Linked DNA regions of Sus scrofa: regions 1, 2, 4 and 5 are each linked to region 3. Evidence: chromatin contacts called from public Hi-C and promoter capture Hi-C data. All regions are on one chromosome and are shown on one strand. The core of a region is the stretch at or near the end of the contact, and the rest is flanking DNA. Distances in the headings are between cores, read along the strand shown. Region 1 holds the start of ZNF567 (zinc finger protein 567). Region 2 holds the start of ZNF529 (zinc finger protein 529). Region 3 holds the start of LOC102164889 (zinc finger protein 569). Region 4 holds the start of ZNF260 (zinc finger protein 260). Region 5 holds the start of TBCB (tubulin folding cofactor B).

The links. Promoter capture Hi-C pulls out the DNA fragments that hold promoters and counts their contacts. A called contact is a pair of places that touch in the nucleus more often than the background predicts.
Region 1: a contact with region 3 is called in a promoter capture Hi-C map of liver, with 11 times the contacts expected there. The contact joins the promoter of ZNF567 here to the promoter of LOC102164889 in region 3. A contact is called at or near these places in 1 of 5 promoter capture datasets (liver), 2 of 47 Hi-C or Micro-C datasets (heart right ventricle and liver) and 1 of 2 datasets of contacts at active chromatin or transcription factors (skeletal muscle).
Region 2: a contact with region 3 is called in a promoter capture Hi-C map of liver, with 4 times the contacts expected there. The contact joins the promoter of ZNF529 here to the promoter of LOC102164889 in region 3. A contact is called at or near these places in 2 of 5 promoter capture datasets (fetal liver and liver), 2 of 47 Hi-C or Micro-C datasets (heart right ventricle and liver) and 1 of 2 datasets of contacts at active chromatin or transcription factors (skeletal muscle).
Region 4: a contact with region 3 is called in a Hi-C map of liver, with 4 times the contacts expected there. The contact joins the promoter of ZNF260 here to the promoter of LOC102164889 in region 3. A contact is called at or near these places in 1 of 5 promoter capture datasets (fetal skeletal muscle), 2 of 47 Hi-C or Micro-C datasets (heart right ventricle and liver) and 1 of 2 datasets of contacts at active chromatin or transcription factors (skeletal muscle).
Region 5: a contact with region 3 is called in a promoter capture Hi-C map of fetal liver, with 4 times the contacts expected there. The contact joins the promoter of TBCB here to the promoter of LOC102164889 in region 3. A contact is called at or near these places in 1 of 5 promoter capture datasets (fetal liver), 1 of 47 Hi-C or Micro-C datasets (embryonic fibroblasts) and 1 of 2 datasets of contacts at active chromatin or transcription factors (skeletal muscle).

Annotation. Positions count from the first base shown.
Region 1 is chr6:45,736,659-45,739,358 of Sscrofa11.1, forward strand. It overlaps ZNF567 (zinc finger protein 567), which reads right to left and starts at 1,372. Exons shown (of 6, transcript XM_021097128.1): 1 at 1,257-1,372; 2 at 1-89.
Region 2 is chr6:45,810,882-45,813,581 of Sscrofa11.1, forward strand. It overlaps ZNF529 (zinc finger protein 529), which reads left to right and starts at 1,424. Exons shown (of 4, transcript XM_013998445.2): 1 at 1,424-1,562. LOC110261284 (a long non-coding RNA gene) reads right to left here and starts at 1,438. Exons shown (of 2, transcript XR_002345332.1): 1 at 1,298-1,438; 2 at 1-914.
Region 3 is chr6:46,435,027-46,437,726 of Sscrofa11.1, forward strand. It overlaps LOC102164889 (zinc finger protein 569), which reads right to left and starts at 1,353. Exons shown (of 7, transcript XM_005664555.3): 1 at 1,217-1,353.
Region 4 is chr6:45,856,786-45,859,485 of Sscrofa11.1, forward strand. It overlaps ZNF260 (zinc finger protein 260), which reads left to right and starts at 1,289. Exons shown (of 5, transcript XR_002345315.1): 1 at 1,289-2,700.
Region 5 is chr6:45,481,148-45,483,847 of Sscrofa11.1, forward strand. TBCB (tubulin folding cofactor B) reads left to right here and starts at 1,395. Exons shown (of 6, transcript NM_001205403.1): 1 at 1,395-1,587; 2 at 1,954-2,097. The coding sequence starts at 1,474. POLR2I (RNA polymerase II subunit I) reads right to left here and starts at 1,171. Exons shown (of 6, transcript NM_001205404.1): 1 at 749-1,171; 2 at 618-672; 3 at 282-355; 4 at 119-193; 5 at 1-14. The coding sequence starts at 807.

The DNA.
Region 1 (2,700 bases), core at 122-2,621, 700 kb before region 3:
TTATACTGGTACCAGTCATGTTAGCCTCTTCTTGTCCCTGACTTCTGACTTTTCCAGTTCCCAATCCATTCCAGCTGGAGACCATCAACCTGGAGGGAGTGAAGAGGGGACAAAGGAGACGATGAGGAATTAAAGAAACTGATCATGCATTCTTTTGCACAGCAGACTTCCAGCAGAAGGGAGAGTTTTTAAATCGAGTTTGCAGTATTGATTTCTACAATGAACATTTTATTTGGCTTAAATGTGACTGATCTCATGTTTAAATGTTCCACAGGTGTTTTTTTATTATTATCTTCATAATGACTGAAGAAATTATTGAATGTTTCTTGTCCAGGAATTCATCCAGCCTCAGGAAAAAAAAAAAAAATCATGCAAATAGAAATTTGAGGGTAGAGGTTATGGGAGAAAGCTTTTTGTGTGCTCCCAGTGGTGGTCTACTTACGTCAATATACTGGTCATTACTCATTAAGGGTTTTCCCAAAATACAATTGTACCACCTGAAAATTATTTTAATTTTACCTCCTCCTTTCCATTTTAAAAATCTATTTTATTCACTTGTCTAATTGCCAAATTCCACAGGCATATAAAATGGCCAATATTCAGATAATCTAAACAAGACATAGTGCATAACTAGTCTTACATCCACTTTCTTAAGTGCTTCACCTCAGTCACACAATGATCCAGCCACATTCATAGTCATCGTGAACTGTGCACACAAAATACTTCAAAAATTTGACATATTCAGTCATATCACCCACTGCACAATCACAGTCCCATAGACACACAGGTCATGCATAATCCCACAGAGCCCACTACATACGTCTAGGCAAAGTAGCAATATTTTACTCATAAACCCCTAACTGTCGCCTCCTTAAAGTCGCAGTTTCAAACATAAATCGACACACGCAGAGACTCTTTTCACCTTCACAAACAATCGGCTTATAACGTCACACGCCCAAACACACACAAGAACAGGCACACAAAGCTACACAAACGGAACGCCTGTGTGTGCCAGGCCGAGCTCACACCCGCCTCGGGCTCCCTGTTCCCTTCTCGCCGTTCCCAGCCCTGGTTTCTTCCTCTGCCTAGGTCTTGCTTCCCGCTTCGCCTTCACTAGGGCCTGAACTTTCCCTTTCCCCCTCGGCCCGAGTTCCCTCTTCCTTCCTCGCTTTTCCCAGCCCAGGTTCCCGCCTCCCTCCTCCGCAATCCCCCCGCGTCCCAGCATCACCCGCCCAACCAGAGCCCGCAGGACCTACCAGCCTCGCCTTCCACTACTGGCCAGCCGTCCGCTCAAGCGCACTCCCGCGCGGGTCGTACCTCCCAAGTGTCTCCGCGGCACGTCTTCGCCGCCGCGGCCTCCGCGCGCAGGCGCGCGCGTGAGCCTTCTCGATATCCGGGCTTTTGCGGCCTTGAACTACATTTCCCACAGCCCCTGGGCAGCTTTTAAAAAGATGTTTGATCTGTGGTTCGTCTCTTGCTGCCCTCCAAAGTTCTCAGTCGCCGCGATCCAAGTGGTATAACCGGCGTCTGGGTGCGGCGGGCCCTCACGGTGAGGAGGTCTTGACCCTCTGGCACAGTGTCACGGGCTGTGTGGACCTGGAGCTCAAGCCTGTGTAGGCGTGTTTAAGTGTGTGTGAGCCTTTGTGGCCGTGATGAGGCGGGGTGTGTGCGCCGTAAGGAGACCGTGACAGGTGCAAGATGCGGGACCTTTGGGGTGACCGTGGTTAACTGTGATGTGAGACATGTGCCCCTGTGGGGTTTGAGACCGCCCTTCGGAAGACGGTGCTACCTAATGTGATGGAAGAAGCTGTGACTTCTGTGACCGGGTGGGAGTTTGGTTGTGTCATGCGGTAGAGCTTATTTCTGCAGTTCTGGGTTTAACATCAGGACTGAACAGGGCTGTTGAAGTTCTCCCTGAGAGTGTATCTGTGCCTGTGACGATACCTGTATTAACCAGAGTCGCACTGAAGCATAGCCTGAGCTGCATTTGTCAGGGCATCCCCGCCTCCAGCGCCCAGATTCCAGTGCTTAACAGAAGGTGGGTGCCAGGGGAACGAGCGTCGCCCGCCCAGAAGCCAATTTTCTGTTCTATCCTTTCTTGGGATCTGTATCCCTGTATCACTGCTTCCTCTTTTCTCCCAGTTTATAACCAGGACCCCAGCTGCAGAGAAATGGTCACCAAAATGGGAGTCAGATATTTCAGTGGTAGGATAAAGGTTATACAAGAGCATAAACCTCTTTTTGGAATGAGTTTTATTAGAGTTGGGAGTGTCCCTTAGGCAGAGTCCTAGGAAGACATGAGGAGAGCCTAGGAGTAGGAGTCCCTCCTCCGGATCTCCCTGGGGAGCTGATGTCAAGTTCCACATTTCAAATCACATCATCCTCAAAACTGTCTCCCCAGTTATGAACTCAGAGAAAGTTTCAGCCCTGGATATCAGTGATCTTGGCCTTTGCCTTTGATACTAAGAAGGGTTAGCAGTACTCCCATCTTCCCTTCTATCTGAGTATGTGTGCAGGTGATGATGTGAGCTTCTGTGTTGAAGAATTTCTTCCAGTTTAGCCATTCTGTGCTCCAAAAAAGGTTTGATGTCTCCTGTCTCCTTACTTCCCTCCTTCTCATCCTTCCCCTACAGTGCAGATCTCTGAGAGAAGAGCCCTGAGAAAAGGAAAACATTACAGAGCCTATCTGAAAACTAAGCT
Region 2 (2,700 bases), core at 174-2,673, 620 kb before region 3:
TTTATCCATTCATCTGTCAGTGAACACTTGTTTCCATGTCTGGGCTATTGGGAATAATGCTGCAGTGGAGACAGGAGTCAGATACCTCTTTAACATCCTGTTTTCATTTCCTTGGGATATATCTAATACTGCTATTTTACTTGATCAGTAACAGACATAATTCTGCAAGCAGAATCAAACCGACAGAGTTTCTCAGTCATTCATCAGTATCACTTATGCAGTGATCCACTTTCACAGTCATCATGGAATGAACACACAAAATCATGATAAATAAGACTTGGTATAGACACATTCCGTGTCCAATAATCTAACCCACTTCACAAAACCACAACTCAATGGGCCCTATGTGACATTCCTAACTCCATTGAACCCATCTCATAATTCTATAAAACAATACCAAGTCAAACTCGGAAACCACTTGATAGTCATGCAATCTCAAACACAAATCACAACTAATCGTTCTACAAATTTGTTAGCTTCTTAAAAAGTTAAATATAAACCTAACCTATTAGCAACAATTTTTTCCTCTTAGGTATTTCCTCAGAAGAAATGGAAACATGCCAGCGTTATTCGTAATATATAAAATCTGGAAATTTCAATGTTCATAGAGAAGAAAATGAAAAATCAAATTGTGGCACATTTGCACAATGGAATGCTTTCCAGAAATAAAAAGAAAGAAATACACAACATTAATAGATCTTACAGAACGAGGATGAACTAAAGGAGGCATATGGAATTGCAGAACTGACAAAACTAAATTACGAGGACATGTATCAGAACCATGGCTGGCTCTGTTGTGAGTCTGGAAAAGGACTCCAGGGAACTTCCTGGCGGTGAACACACCAGAGCAGTCAAACACGGCTCCTCGGTACTACGTGCCTCGCAGGGTGTCGGGGCTTTCTCTAGGGGCAGAACTGAAAACAACAACAACAACAAAACCCTCTGGTTCAGGACCACGGACCTAGGGTCCCACACGCACGTACAGTCCCGAGTGAAGTCCTCTCCTGGGCTCTCTCCCGCTGGAACTCCCTCCGCGCGGCTTCAGCCCTTCTTAGCCCGGCCTCCCTCCGCCGGGAGTCCCGATTCCCTCTCAGGCCCTTCTCTGCCGGGTTTCCGGCTCCCTCTTCCCTCCACGGCCTGGCGTTTCTGACTGTCACCGGGCCTTCCCGGCGCCAGGCTTCTTCGTCCGCTTCCTCGGCCCGCGCTGGGCGGGCTTCCGGTTCCCTTTTCTGCCCTCCCCGACCCGGGCTTGCGATTATTTCCTCGGCTTGCGGTCTCGTTCCTTACACGACCTTACCTCGCTCGCAAAGGGCAGTCACCCGTCACTTCGGCATCTGAAGGAACACCAGCTGCAACCCCTCTGCCGAGGGCGAGCGATCAGCGCGCCCTAGAACCCTCAGGGGTCGCGGGGCGCGGAGGAGTCTCTGCGGCTGGTGGGATCCACGTTCGGTTCAAATGTCTTTTAGGTGTTGGACTACATTTCCCACAGGCCCCAAAGCCCCAAATGAACTTCGACGTTTGGCTCCCCTTCCGGTGTCGCGGCGCTTGTAGGGCTATGCCTGGTGAGTTGAGGTGACCCAGGTCCGGCTGTGGGAGAGACAGGTGGTGAGGAGGCCTTTAGCTCCCAAAGCGCGGATGGGGCGTGTGCAGCTGGAGCCTCAAGCCTTGTGTGCATGAGCCGCGGAGGCAATTGTCTGTGACGGCGTCATTGCAGAGTGTTAGTTCGCACTCGTACGTGTGTGATAGAAAGCGAGAGCGAGTCAGAGGGTCTTGGGGCCCTGATTCGCATGGCTGGTATCTGACTGGGCTCGCGGGCTGTCAGGGGCGGAGCCTACTGTGTGACCTCGGTCTACAGGACCGTGGCCGAGAGGGTGTGTGACACCGCGACCGCGTGGTCCTGTGACAGCTCTGTTGTAAGTATGACTATTACGTGTGAACGAAATGGAGTTTTGTTTTGCTTTCAGTGAGCTTAAGTTCGGAGTTTTGTTTTTTTCAGTGAGCTTGTAGGAGTGGGTAAAATTTCTTTTATGGATATAGAATGTATATGTATACATATACATAAAATTATATGTATATGTAAACTATATCCCCGCGCCCCCCAGTACCCAGCGTAGTGCTTAACTTAGAGGGTAAAGGGAGTGTTACCCATCCAGGGTACCAATTGTAGGTTCCATAATTTCTTGGAATGTTTCCCTAGATTCTCTTCTGTCCTCACACCATGTAACCAGTTGGATCTAGCTGCAGAGAAATGATCGTCAAAGAGAAAGTCACGAATATCCCTCCTATAATGAAAGTTCTCAATAGAAAAGTACATGGTCAATCATGAGATGAGAGTTTAGGCTTGCACTTGCCTTCAAGATAGGCTTCTGGGAAGACCTGAGGGGGAGGGCACAGGTGCAGAAGTTTTTCCTGGGTTAAACTCCCTTGAATGCATTATGGAGGCCAGAACCACAGCATTCCCTGAGCTGTGGCCCCTAGATGTTGCTGGGAACATATATTCTAGCTCTGGGCATAGATGATGTTTACCTTTTTCTCTGATACTGGTAAAACTCCGTATTGTAGTTTCCCTCTTACTTCTGTTTTATGGTGAGTGATGGGCCATGTCTGGTGGTGGACAGTGTTTTCTTATTTAGCAAGTTTAGTCCCACAAGTCCCTTCTTGTACCTGTAGTTCCGCAAGTCCTGAAGTGAAGAGCATTGC
Region 3 (2,700 bases), core at 103-2,602:
GCCCCCCCCCCCCCCAGTGAAAAAGAAAAATAAAGTGCATTGTAACATGTGCCAAATAGTTGCTGATAAACACGTTCTTTATAAAGGCAAGCAGTTGAAAAGAAGTAAATTACCCAACATGGGTATGGTATGCATTAAAATATATACCATAAAAAACTTTAAAATGATGATGTAGACTTGTAATAGTTTAAATGGAAAGATATTAATTGGGCATTGTTAAATGGCACAGGTAGTTTACAGAACGTACCTATAGTGTGATTCCAATTTTCAAGCTATTATGAATATATATATGATTCCATGTGTATGTATTCACAGAGGGAGGCGGCAAAAGATGGGAAATAAATTTTGATAGTGGCAGGTAGAAATAGGAATGATTTTTGGTTTTTTTTTTGTCTTTTTGCCTTTTTTAGGGCCGCTTTTCGCGGCATATAGAGGTTCCCAGGCTAGGGGTCTAATCGGAGCTGTAATCACCGGCCTACGCCAGAGCCACAGCAACGTGGGATCTGAGCCGCTTCTGCGACTACACCACAGCTCAGGGAAACGCCGGATCGTTAACCCACTGAGCAAGGCCAGGGATCGAACCCGCAACCTCCTGGTTCCTAGTCGGATTCGTTAACCACTGCGCCACGACGGGAACTCCGATTTTTGTTTTCTTAGAGCTTTTCTGTATTTTGTGATTTGGGGCGGGGAGTCGGGAGGAAGGAGCATGATGTTAAAGCCCACAAAATAACCTAGCCAATATACAAAAATAAACTTTGAAATTAAATACTAATACAAAGTGTCGAGGCTATTGATGTCTCATATAAAAACATATTTCCGATTACCATAACCACAGAAACCAAGCACTGGTGCAAACAGTCTCACAAAACTACACACACAACCGAACTCTATCTACCCTTCAACCACGGAGTTTTTTCTGCGTGATGCGCAGCCACGTTCATATTGAAACAGAAAAGGAAAAGCACATCCACAAAATCCGCCCGCACACGATCCCAGGGCCACACTCAGTCACAGGCAAATGTCTGGCAAAAGTCCTGTCAAGCCACACGCCCACAGTCCTTCACACGCCACTCCCACGGCCTCAGGGAACCACCCGCGCGGGCAAAGCCCTGCCCCGCGTCCTCCTCCAACCACACGGGCACCAGGTCCGCAGGCCCCTACTCCACCCAGCACAAAGAGTCCCGGACTGTGAGCTCGCGGCCTCCCGAGGACTCACCACCAAGCCCGCGGACACAGGCCCCAATCCCACGCTTCCACACCGCCCAAGTGGCAGAGCCGGTGCGGCCCTAGCTGGGGCGCCACTAAGGTCCGGGCCGGCGGCGAATGAAGGCAGCACCGGCCTCGGTCCGTTAGACGAAGGATAACACTTCCCAGCGGCCCCCGCGCTCGCCGGGCGGGGCTGGCCTTTCGGTTGGGCAGCGGTGGGAACAACCGACCGCTGCGTTCGAGCGCTCTCAGATCGGCCCAGGGGGCTCAGCTGAGAGTTTGGCCGCAGCTGCCCCTCGTGAGTCCGGCCCTCGGAACCTGGGATTGCTACTTGGTGCTGAGACGTATCTGAAAAGATCCACAGCTTTACTGCCCCGGACTACATTTCCCAGAGGCCATCTCGGCCCACATCTATTTTCTGCAAAAAGTTTCCTCTTAATGTTTGGCTGGATCTTCGTGTTCTCGGCGTTTTGGTTCCCGGTCCGTGAAGAAAGCTCGGCTGAGTCTGTTTAGTTCCTTCTGGTCCACGCCCCACCCGGGACTGGACTTCAGTGGGATGACGGTGGGGAAAGATCAGGGCGCCGTGGAGAGACGAGAGCCGGAGCTTCAGGCTCCTGGAGGCAGTTAGAAAAGGGAGGAGTGCCATTGCGTGGTCGTATGTGGGAGACTTAAGCGGTGGAATTTGGGAGACTGCGGGGTCGAGGGAGGTCCAGTGACTTGGGGTCGTGGGAATTAATTTGCGATTATTTGTATGACCTCTTTATTCCAGCACTGACGTTTGTTCAGAGACAGTGGACAGTGTGTTTGTGTCCATTCCATGTGTGTGTTTCTGCTTTTCTGACTGGCACTTGTTACAACGTTGGAACTTACAAGGTTAAGGTAATAAACCATAATCACCAAAATATTAAACGGAAAAAATTATAGAAATTTCTGAATGTGTATTACTGGAAACACCCATGATTTTTACACCGTGTTACTCTACAGTCCGTGTGTGTTAAAAGGACATAGGTATTACAGGTAATTTAGAAAGATATTGAAGAAGACAAAGATGTTGAGCCATCAAATGAAAGTTCATGTCAATAAAGTGGCCTCGACATCAGGAGTGAGAAGTGTTAAGTGGAAAAGGAGAGAGGTAACCAGGAGCCTAAGAATCCAGCAATCCAGAGTATGTCACTCCTTCCCTCAAGACCTGATTTTCTTACTTTCTTTTTTTTTTTTCTTCAGCATTTCATATGAGTTCGTTTGACTTAAGAATTAAAAAACAATTGACAAATGAAAGTTTAAGATTCAGTGCAATAATTTTGCAGTAGGGACTAAAATGGAGAATTTTATCTATGAAAACACCCTAGTCTATGCTTTTGTGCAATAGTATGTTGGCAAGGAGAACAAAATACTGCAGACTACATCATGCTAAATATCAGGAACTTGTGGTGGTTGAAGTCAGATTTCTGACTCCTAAGCTTACTGAGAAGCTATAGAAAGTCCAAAGGACTA
Region 4 (2,700 bases), core at 39-2,538, 580 kb before region 3:
CGCCTCTGTGAACTACACCACAGCTCAAGGCAGCACTGAATCCTTAACTCACTGACTGAGGCCAGGGATAGAACCTGCGTCCTCATGGAACCACAACAGGAACTCCAAAATCAGGATGTTTGTAGCAATACAGACTGGATACTGCGTTAGTCACACATACAATAAAACAACACTAATGTTAAAAATATTCTCAAATAGGAGTTCCCGTCGTGGCACAGTGGTTAACGAATCCGACTAGGAACCATGAGGTTGCGGGTTCGGCCCCTGCCCTTGCTCAGTGGGTTAACGACCCGGCGTTGCCGTGAGCTGTGGTGTAGGTTGCAGACGCGGCTCGGATCCCGCGTTGCTGTGGCTCTGGCGTAGGCTGGTGGCTACAGCTCCGACTGGACCCCTAGCCTGGGAACCTCCATATGCCGCGGGAGCGGCCCAAGAAATAGCAACAACAACAACAACAACAAAAAGACAAAAGACAAAAAAATAATAATAATAATAAAATATTCTCAAATAACTCAATTATGTGAGAAGTTATAATAACATCACTTAAATGAAAACATAAAAAATATATATGTATCTATATATCTTCATATGTGTACACGTGTAAAAACAAAATAGCACACAAGATAAACTGTTTGCCATATTAATTTTAAAAATTAGGAAGTTCAAGGAAGACGTTTCCAAAGAGAAATACTAGGTTCCAGGTTAATGACGGGTCTTTGTTATGCGTTTGCCAAGAAAAAAAAAATCACTTCCTGAAAAAAACAAAGCGAAAATATCGTCACCTTTAAAAAGACTTTTAGATGTCACAACTAATATTTTCTCCTCCTCTGAGATTTCTCTTGGAAGAGGACTATGTTAGCTAGACAGCAGTAAGTAAAAAATGGGGTTAAACCAAAGTGTGCTTGGTTTTGCAGAAACCGTTAAATTGCATAAAGTTCCAAACACCACATGTTTCAAAAAATTAGTGGGAACAAACAACCAAAACACATGTTTGCTTACAGATTTTGGCAACCTAGAGTAACCTTTGCCTCTTTAATATGCCTGCCTTTTCGAGACTATGCATTGCCCCTCACCCCCACCCCGGGTTTAAAACTTCTCCCTCCAGCTCTGGAGAAACAGTGCTTTGAGAGCTATCTCCCTGTCTCCTTACTTGTCACAAGTAATACATGCTTCTGCTTTAATCGAAAGCACGTGGTGTGTTTATTGGCTCCGCACTACAAGGGACAGACCCAATGAGCCGCTAATAGACCGAGATGGGCAAGAACAACTTTTTTTTTTTTTTTTTAGGGCACACCCGCGGCATATGGAGGTTTCTAGGCTAGGGGTCCAATCGGAGCTACAGCTGCCAGCCTACGACCCACATCACAGCTCACCGCAACGCCGGATCCTTAACCCACTGAGCGAGGCCAGGGATCAACAGCAACCTCATGGTTCCTAGTCGGATTCGTTTCTGTTGCGCCACGAAGGGAACTCCCGAACCTTTCTTGGGGTCCAAATGATAAAGTCACCTTACTCCCTTGCCCTCCCGCCCCCAAAAGAGGAAGGCTAACAGAGAAGATCTAGGCTTCCACTTTAACCTCAATATCATATTCAAGGTCTTTACTGCTAAGGGGAAGAGCCATCCCGTTTCTCACATATGACTATACGTGACACACAGTGCCGACCCTCAAATTTACGCATCCAGTGCTGCACAGTCACATATCTACCGCTAGACACAAAGGTAACAACCTCAGTCATAAATTCTTCCCTCCGCACAGTGCCACACAGTTTCCGTTGGGACGCAGTCACAGAAGCACAATCACAAAACTCCCTATGCCTGCACACAAAGAGGAACACATGGTCATTTAGAAAAAATTCACACACCTACCACAGGGACACACAGTATCACACCACGGCGACTCGCTACGTAAAACTCCTCACATACATAAACACGGTATCACACACAGTCACAAAAAAAAGACACATCACTGAAGCACAGAGTCACACACAACTTCATAACCGACACTCCCCTCCCCAAACCCGCCCATTCCGCCTGAACAGACTTAAAACAAGTCTTGATCCCGGTTCCGCGAGACAGACGTTTCACCTCCAATCTCCCGCGCAGGGCATCAGCGGCCGGGCTCAACCACTCGAGACTAAGGCCCGGCTGCCGAAGAGCTCCGCTCAGAGCCGCCGCCGGAGACCGCGGCGCCCTCTGGGAAATGTAGTTGAGCGCCGCACTCGCGAGGGACAAGATGGCGCCGGGGGTGAACCCGGCCAAAGAGATCCGCCCACCACTCCATTCTTCACCCCTGCTCGCCCCCAACCTCAAACGCGCCCTGGAGCTTGGCGCTCCTGGCATACCCTGGCACTGTGGCTTCTAGTGGGAATCACCCCAGCGTGCTTAAAGTGAGCTTATTGTATATAACCCGAGGCATATCACTGCCCTCTCCCAGAAGTAGACCTAACACAGGTAGAATGTTATTTACCTAAGTCCTGAGGCTCAGCCTAGAGACACTTGTCCCCCGACAAGGGAGACAGTGCCAAAGCTATGGTGGAGTTGAGAAAGCGCGAAAGACGATTGGAATCACTGAAACTTCTGGGAAATGTAGTCCACAGTCACCAAAGTGGGCGACCGACCAACATCATCGGACTCCGCAGGGTAGTGAGCCGGGGCTTGTTGAAGCCCAGGAGACCTCTGGGAGTGCTACCCAGCCCAAGGAG
Region 5 (2,700 bases), core at 145-2,644, 950 kb before region 3:
CCTTGTGGCCGCACCTGAGGGGACAGTCTGCCACTCGGAGCCTGCCATACCCTTCCCTCTTCCCTTTGCCCAGTGAGCACGAGCCACCCTCCCTCCCCGATACCGGCTGCATGCTCACTTTTGGCATGGGTGGTCTTCAGTCCGCGGCAACGTGGGGTCCTGGGACACGTCAGCGATGATCTGGGTTAGTTCGCTGATGGAAGAGAAAAGAGAATAACTATGCTTAGACCAAGCCTCCCGAGCCAACAACCCCGGCCCCGAGCTCCCGTCCTGCCACTCACTCCACTTCGTGTGTGATTTTGTTGACGTAGATGCAGCTGTTGTCAGCCTCCTGCTGGTAATCACAATTCCGGCACTGCGGGAGGGAGAGTGTGGCGGGAAGGGGGTTACGGAGAGATCCCCGATGGGACTGGAAGGGAGGGCAGGGTCTTCCTCGGAGGGGATGGAATCTCGAGGTTGGGATCATGGGGTGTAGTCGAGGATCACCTCGGGGATGGGCAGGACAAGAGTCGGGTTCACTCGGGGGGTAGTTCGGGAACTAGACCAGACCCCACGGGGGGCTGTACAGGGAGCAGGGCGGGACCCCGTTAGGAACGGGTGGATAGGCTCGCGCTCACCGCGTAAAGCAGAATGCGGTTCTCCTTGTCTTCCTTGGGGTAAAGCATGTTGTTGCTGGGGGGGGGGCGGTTAAAGGTCAGTCTTGGGACCATTACTTGCTCCCCTCCAACACATGCTGGCCGTGTCTCACCATTCCTGGCAGAATCGAATACCCACGAAGCCTGGCTCGTAGGTCCCGTCCGGTTCCATAGCGGCGCGCTGCCCGCCCAGCCTTCCGCGCTTGCCCCGCTGCGCGACAGGTGGCGGGAAGGGTCAGACCTCGTAGCTTCGCCAAAAGAGGGGCGGAGCTGCGCTCGAGTACTGGCTCCCAGTGGCTTTACGCTCGGTTCTCTGCCCTGAGGTTTGATTAATTACTTGCTTCAAGCTCTTGATATCCTAGAATAATTGCTTCCAACATCTGGGCTTCGCTTCCCCAGTTTACAGAATAGTGTGGTACGAGAGCCAGAAATACAGTGCGTCACATAACCCAAAGCTCTACGCATAAAGAAGCCATGGCTTTCTGCCGACCGAAGGCCAATGCACATGCGCGAGTTTACCCGTCGCAGACTGGAGTAGCTCTTGCCAGTCCTTCCTCCTGGCTTCGGCCTTCGTCCGCCGGGCCGTCTCCCGTGCCCCTATTGGAAGAACTGTACCGGGTGGAAGACCTTTCAGGATTGGCTGGGCCCAAGACTAGGGAGAATCCTCCTCCTGGCGGCGGCGAAGAGATGCGGCGATTGGCCGACCCTCCTGGCGGGAGAGCGTGGATTGGCCAGGTCGCAGAGCAGGGGGAGGGACTGATATCCCAGAAGCGGCGGCGACTGCGGAGCGTGTGTTAGGCGGCTGAACGGGCTGCGGGCCCCCTCAGGGCGCGGCGAGATGGAGGTGACGGGGTTGTCGGCGCCCACGGTGACCGTTTTCATCAGCAGCTCTCTCAACAGCTTCCGCTCCCAGAAGCGGTATAGTCGCAGCCTCACCGTAGCAGAGTTCAAGGTGTGGCCTTGGGGGCGGGGCTCGGAGGGGCGGGGCCAAGAAGACCTGGAGGGTCTTCCCCAGTGCCGGGAGGAAGCCCGAGATAAACCGAGGTTGCAGAGGCTGGGGAATGAACCTCAGCGGGGCGGGTTCATAGGGAACCTGAGTTTACAGAGGATGGTCGCGGGGCCTGGGAAAGTCACAGGTTTCAGGATCAGGGCCCGAGGGGGTGGGGCCAGGGGTAACCAGGGATAATACCATGTGAGTATTTCTATATGGTGGGAAGGAGTGTTGGTTATGGACACAAAGGGCAGAGCCTCAGGATAGAGGACAGGGCCCCTGACAACCTTCCACCTCTTCTCCGCCTCCCCATTTGTCCTCCCACAGGATAAACTACAGCTGGTTGTGGGCAGCCCTGCTTCCTGCATGGAATTGGAACTGTATGGACCTGACGACAAGTTCTATGTCAAGCTGGATCAGGAGGATGCCCTGCTGGGCTCATACCCTGTAGATGACGGCTGTCGCATCCATGTGAGGCCTCCCTACCTGGGATCCCTCCCTTCTGTTCATTTACTTATTCAACAGATGCTTGCTGTGGTTTGCTATATGTGATAACTAAAATAGGCCCTAACCGCGTGGAGCTCCCAGTCCATCAGGGAGAGAGACAGACCCATCACCAGACACTGGCAGTCAAGAGTGGTCTGGACTGGGCTGAGAAAACCCCAGGGGACTGGAGGCAGCCAGAAGAGGTGCCTGACTCCACCTGGGGGTATCAGAAGGGGCCTCCTGAAGGGAGGGATGCCTGAGCTGAGACCTGAAGGATGAGGAAAGGGCAACCTAAGAGGAGAGTGGGAGGGGCAGGCCAGGCAGAGGGAACAGAGTGTGAGGGGGGGTCAGAGTGAGTCATGAGGCTCACATGTTGGGAGAAGCCGGAAGCAGGACCTCTGTATGCATCTGCTCACATCATCCTCTCTGTCCTCAGTGTTCCCCCCAAAAACTCCTCAGACATCCAAGCATCCCTGGTGCACTTTGCATGTGCTGTTCCCTGTGCCCGAACGGTTCTTATTTCTGTGCCCACATGGCTAACTCCTTCCTTCCAGTCTTTACTTAAATGTCACCTTCCAAGTGTGAGAG